Linked DNA regions of Callithrix jacchus: region 2 is linked to region 1. The links are chromatin contacts, called in public Hi-C maps. All regions are on one chromosome and are shown on one strand. The core of a region is the stretch at or near the end of the contact, and the rest is flanking DNA. Distances in the headings are between cores, read along the strand shown.

The links. Hi-C and Micro-C count contacts between places; a contact is called where the count stands out from the background.
Region 2: a Hi-C map of skeletal muscle shows a contact between it and region 1, with 7 times the contacts expected there. The contact joins two enhancer-like sites. A contact is called at or near these places in 2 of 3 Hi-C or Micro-C datasets (both in skeletal muscle).

Annotation. Positions count from the first base shown.
Region 1 is chr10:8,463,510-8,466,397 of calJac240_pri, reverse strand. The region is part of intron 8 of DDX10 (DEAD-box helicase 10); the gene reads right to left. Among named protein-coding and RNA genes, the nearest start is that of DDX10, 32 kb to the right of the region's middle. Within about 2 kb of position 1,442, at least 2 of the 16 cell types and tissues checked have an H3K27ac peak or open chromatin away from gene starts, as enhancers often do. A contact at or near this core is called in skeletal muscle, where this site is marked.
Region 2 is chr10:9,658,073-9,660,976 of calJac240_pri, reverse strand. No RefSeq gene overlaps it. Among named protein-coding and RNA genes, the nearest start is that of ZC3H12C, 150 kb to the left of the region's middle. Within about 2 kb of position 1,641, at least 5 of the 16 cell types and tissues checked have an H3K27ac peak or open chromatin away from gene starts, as enhancers often do. A contact at or near this core is called in skeletal muscle, where this site is marked.

The sequences.
Region 1 (2,888 bases), core at 193-2,692:
GAGTATACAAATAGTCCATCTGTGCAAGTGTCCATCTAAGCCACACATTATTTAGAGTCTTCTATGTTAACCTGGGCCAGAGCAGGCTCTGATTTGACAAAAAAATACCAGGGAGCTATAATGGAGATCCCACGCCTCTTCCTGTTTCACCTATATCTCGGGATTGCTTTTATCCTTGAAATCAATGATAAAATTTGATGTTGGGTAGGGCGGACAGCTTCTAAAACAACTCCCAATAATCTGTACCTCCTGGTATTGACACCCTCGTGTTGTCCCCCACAAGGAATAGAGCTGATATGCAGCCACTAGGAAGTTACAGTTAAGACGGACTGTGACTTCCACGTCAGGCCATGAAAGACATCACTGCTGCATCTTTCTCTCCCTCAGCTCTCACTTGCCCTCTCTGATGAGGTCAGTTACCGTATTGTGGCTGCCCTGTGACGAAGACCACACGAAAAGGAACTGAGAGATGCCTCTGACCAACCATCGAGGAGGAAATGAATCTGGCAACAACTATGTGAATAAATCTGAGAATTGATGCAACCCTCGTTGAACCGAAAAGTACCATCTGTCACCTTCATTACAGCCTGGTGAGAGACTGAGAGCCAGAGGACCCAGAGGAACCACACTGAGTTCCTGACCCCCAGAAGATGCAAGATAATAAATGGTTTTTGCTTTAAGCCACCAAGCCATGGGTCAATTTGTTATACAGAATAAGTAACTAACATGTTAGGATAATTAACATATTAGGTAAGATCTGATTCATGGGTCTGAATCGTTATCTCAAATGTCTACTACATGCCATGTCCTGTTCTACACACTTAGGGCACATCAATATATTAGACAAGCATTGCTGCCTTTGTGGAACTTACAATCAAACAAGGTGAAAAACAATTTAAAAATATACTAAGTAAATTCTGTATTTGAAGGTGATAAAGGACTTCAAAAAAAAAGAATGTAGAGGAGGGTAAAAAGGAGTGGTTGGGGAGGATGAGGAAGCCATGTGGATACCTGAGGAAAACGCATTCCAGCAGAAAAGAGAGAGCACCAATATAAAGGCCCTACCAGCAAAAGCATGCCCGGCACGTACAAGAAACAGCAGGACCAGAATGGAGCATAGAGAACAAGGGGAGAATACTAGGAAACTGGGGGGAAAGGGATGAATAGTTTAGGCCCAGGGGGTCACTGGCTTTCACTCTGAGTGCAATGGTATAGCATCAGAGGAGTGACATAATCTGACTTATGTTTTAGAAGGAACACTCTGCCTGCTGTATTGACTAGACAGGAGAACAAAGTAAGAATACCCCTATTCCCAAGGGGTGCCTGGGAAACAGACTCCTAAGAACTATCAGCCTCCTCAGCTACCCCTACAGCCCTATTGGCTATATTGCACCCCAGCTCCTCACTGCTTCAAGATGCAAAATAAATTTGCTGTGACCTTTTATGCAACCTTTAAATCTCAGACACCAACAAAGACAGAAGGCCATGTAAAGAAGCATCAGCCGCTCTCTAGGAGAAGCAGACTGTAGACCTTCACAAATGGAAGCTAAAGGAATGAAAGAAATCATTTTCACTAGCAAAGACTGCTTCTGTCTTGGATCTAAGGTACATATGGTAAGCCTTGCAAAGTTAATGCTCATGAAAACTGTCTTTTTACTTTTTACAATTCACAAACCAATTAAACATACTACTAAGAAATTCTCATTAGCTATTCCATAAAGTACCAGTAGTCTCCCACAAACAACCAGGAACTCTTCACAAGTTATTATCGATTTTAACTAGTGGCCATCTTCCTTTTTGCTGCTAAGATCTAAACGGCTGCCAACGAGTATGCAATGCTAAGGTTTGGCCTCTGCTGCCCCCTAGTGGAATCACAATCTGCTCCCCACATTACACAATTTCTGACAGTCACAAAATGTAGCCAGGCAAATAAGGCTAAATTAGAACATCGCTGAAAATTATTCTGCCTTCCACTGTTCTGGGGAAAAAAACCTATATATAAATGTCCATCTTTTACCCACAACCCTCCCCACCCTCCCCAAATAAAAAGTTTTTAAAATTGAGAATATTTGATGTCTATTTTCCATTCCCAAATATTTTCTATTTTCAACTGGACATTTTTATAAAAACTGAAGAACTTGGTTTCGTACCAAAAAAACCATATGCCCTAAAGAGAACTGCTTTTTAAAGTGGTAGAATGTATCACAGGATATAGCATTATAAAACTATCTTCATATAGCTGGCCTCACTCATCTCTAAAGGAGATCATTTTGTTCAAAGGGGTGTGATGGTTAGGGAAAATACTAGGAAACTTCTCAACTGCTATAGATCAAAAGATATTTTAAAAGGTAAAATTAATACAGAATTAGGTATTTCAAGGCAAAAGTACCCAAATCACTTTTTTAGCCAAAATTCAAAAAGAAAAAGAAAACTTAGCGATTTTGCTAATGAATTTGTTTTTCTATATTCATACATTATACTTCAATTCCAAAAGCAAACACTATCTGGCAACTTGGTTTTAATTACAGCCAAATACACAGGATTTTAATTAGATTCAAATTTTAATTTAGCCTTTATTCAATTCAATTATTCAGTCTCATGGCCCACAAAACTTTCTAATTATCTCTAAGCCCATCACTGGCAACTTATAAACTGCCAGAAAAAAAAAGCATTATATATGCTAAACCTTTCTACTAACTACACATCTAAAAAAGTCAAGTCAAAATATTTTTAATTGATTACAAAAGGTCAGACAGACTTGTGCTTTAAAAGTTAATGACCATATTAAAAATTACATTAAAACATGTGTCTGAAGAGATTGATTAGTGTTCTCTCCCTTCAGACACAATAATGTGATGTTGTTCTAACTCCTCTTCGTCTCCACAGTC
Region 2 (2,904 bases), core at 392-2,891, 1.2 Mb before region 1:
ATTAAAAAAAACCAGCACCAAACCAAGTGATTAGAAAATAAGTAAAAGACATGAAGAGATATTTCATTAAAGGACATATACTGATGGCAATTAAACACATGAAAAGATGTTCAAGATCATTAGCAATCAAGGAAATGCGAATTAAAACCACAATGAGATATTACTAGACATCTACTAGAATGATTCAAATAAAATATAATGACAACATTCATACATTGCTGGTGGTAATAAAAGTGGTACAGCCTCTCTGGAAAACAGTTTTGTAATTTCTTAAAATATTAAATATGTAATACTTATATGACCTAGCAATTATATTCTTGGACATTTATTCCAGAAAAATGAAAACTTATGTTGATACCAAATACTGTACATGAATGTTTATAGCTGTTTCGTTTGTAACACACAAAACTAGAAACAATCTAGATATCTTTCAATGATAAGTAGTTAAACAAACTATGCTATATTCAAACCCCAGACTATTATTCAGCAATAAAGAGGAATAGTCCATTGATACATAACAAAAACTTGGGTGAATCTCTAGAGAATTATGCTGAGTGAAAAATCGATAATGCATGATTCCACTTGTAGAATAATCTCAAAATTATGACAAAATAATCTCAAAATAATGACAAACTTACAGAAATGGAGACTAGATTAGTGGTTACCAGGGTCTAAGACCATATATGGGGTATGGGAAGGAAGATGTGTGTTTCAGTACAAGAGCGCCATGAGAGATCCCTGTGGTGTTGGAAATATCTGTTTTGACTGTATAACGTCAATATACTGGTTGTTCCATTGTACCATAGTTTTGCAAGATGCTACTACTGGAGGAATCTGGGGAAGGGTACATGGGATCCTTGTTATTTCTTAAACTGAATGTGAATCCACAATGATCTCAAATAAAACAGTTAATTAAAAAAGGTAAAAAGTTGTGAAAAAACAATAATTATTCTGTATTTACTGCCTGTATCCTATACGTACTTCTTAGTACCTAGAACAGTTTCTGCTAAGTAGAAGATGTTTAATTTTGCTGAATGAATTAATAAGCCATGAGTTTAAAATGAGGAATTAATGAACTTTTGATATTTATTGAAGATTCATACATCTTAAAACTTCCAGGAGAGGTAGACACTCTTTCTCTTCCGTGATCTGTAGGTGTTTAAAGCTCCCCTCGCCCCCGTAATATTGGTTTATTTTTCTAAGTTTGTGGACAGAGCTTTGAAGGACTGAAGAAAGCAGAGAATTCCTGAGAGTACAAACTGCTCATAGAAGCCAGTCAGAACATTTTAATTTTTCTAAAGAAATTGTATTCATTTTTGCTCTTCCTTACTCATCGAAGGTGCCAGTTTAATAAATTACTTTCTACTCTGCACATACTTGAGATTAGGGTCTTGTTGGCACAGAGCCCAAGCAGCCACTTGACCCACGATAAATGACTGGGGCGATACCCTCCCCGGGTTCCTGTTGTATGTAATCCAGCAGTCAGTGAGTGTTTTGGAAATGAATATTTTGCAGAGAGCAGGAGAAGGGGGTTATCCTTCTGACCTGCTTACTGATAGAACTACCCACGAGGGCACAGTCAGTCTATCACTCCTCTTCAGTAGAGAAACAATCTCAGCAGCTTAGGAGGCAGAGTCACAAGATAGGCTGCAGAAAAGAAACCAAAACTCTGAGAACCCACTCTGGTTCAGAAACAGGAGTGTTTGTTTCCATCCTTGCAACGCTGAGGCCAGGAGAGTTTATTCTGCAAATCGTGAAGGAGAGATGATTGGGTCAGTGACCAACCACGTTTCTGAAGAAATTGCTACAAAACCATCGTTTCAGAGTCACAGCCACAGGAATGAGGACGCCTGGAGACAACGTCTCGTACAACTGATGGAGCAGTGCCCTCTAGTGGTCAGAGCCTGCGCTATTGAACGAAGCAAAAGCATGTCTCGTAATTCCACAAACGAAGGCTCAAGAAAAGAGAGCCTTTTCTTAGTTCAGGCCATAACTAGCAAGCTCTGATGTTCATAAATGAATTTTTAAGATTTGTGAAACAAACCAACTTCCATGGGCACCAAGAAGGGACCTAGGTTATGATTGGTAGACAGCCACCCAGATGTGAAACTCTGAGGCTGATGTCTCTTTGACATCTCAGCCTCCCTTTCTAATAAAAAAAACCTTCCCTGTGTCACAAAGCTTCTCGATTCTCCTGAGTGCAGCCCACGCTATATACGTTATAATACTGCTGCCTTCATCAAGATCTGTGATCTGGTATCAGACGGTTACATTTCTCTGTGAAATTGAGTATTTCCCAATGGAAAAGCATTCTAAGCCTTGTTTAATCCCCATAACAACCATGAGGCAGGTTTCTGTTTTATTTCTTATTTTTCAGATGGAGAGACAGAAACATGGAGGTTATGTGAAGTGCCCAGTGTCACCTAGCTATAAGGCTTCCGGACTCAAATCTTGAACTTGTGTAAAAAGACCTAAGTTATGCTCCTGATTGTGTGTTTTGGTGCAAGCTCTGAAGCACCTCTGAGATTTTACCTATGAAATGGGGATAATAATTCCTGCTCTGTGTACTGTGCTAGGTTATGATGAGACCATTCATTTATTTCCCAAATATTTGTTGAGTGCCAACCACATGTCTACTGGAGACACAACTGTGATGACAGATGTGTTCTTGACCTCATAAACTTTTTATTCCAACGAGGAAGACAGAAGCAAACAAACAAAGTCATTACCAATTGTGCTAAGGGTTATGAAGGCAATGATGCAGGAGTTACATAGGGAAGCCAAGCGGAGGGCAGCGGAGGGTGTGTGGTGGTGTGGCTGCATTACTTCAGGTCAGGGAGTAGGGTGATCGGCAGAATCTCAGCGGAGATGACATGTTAGTTGAGACCCGGGACTGGCTGGGAG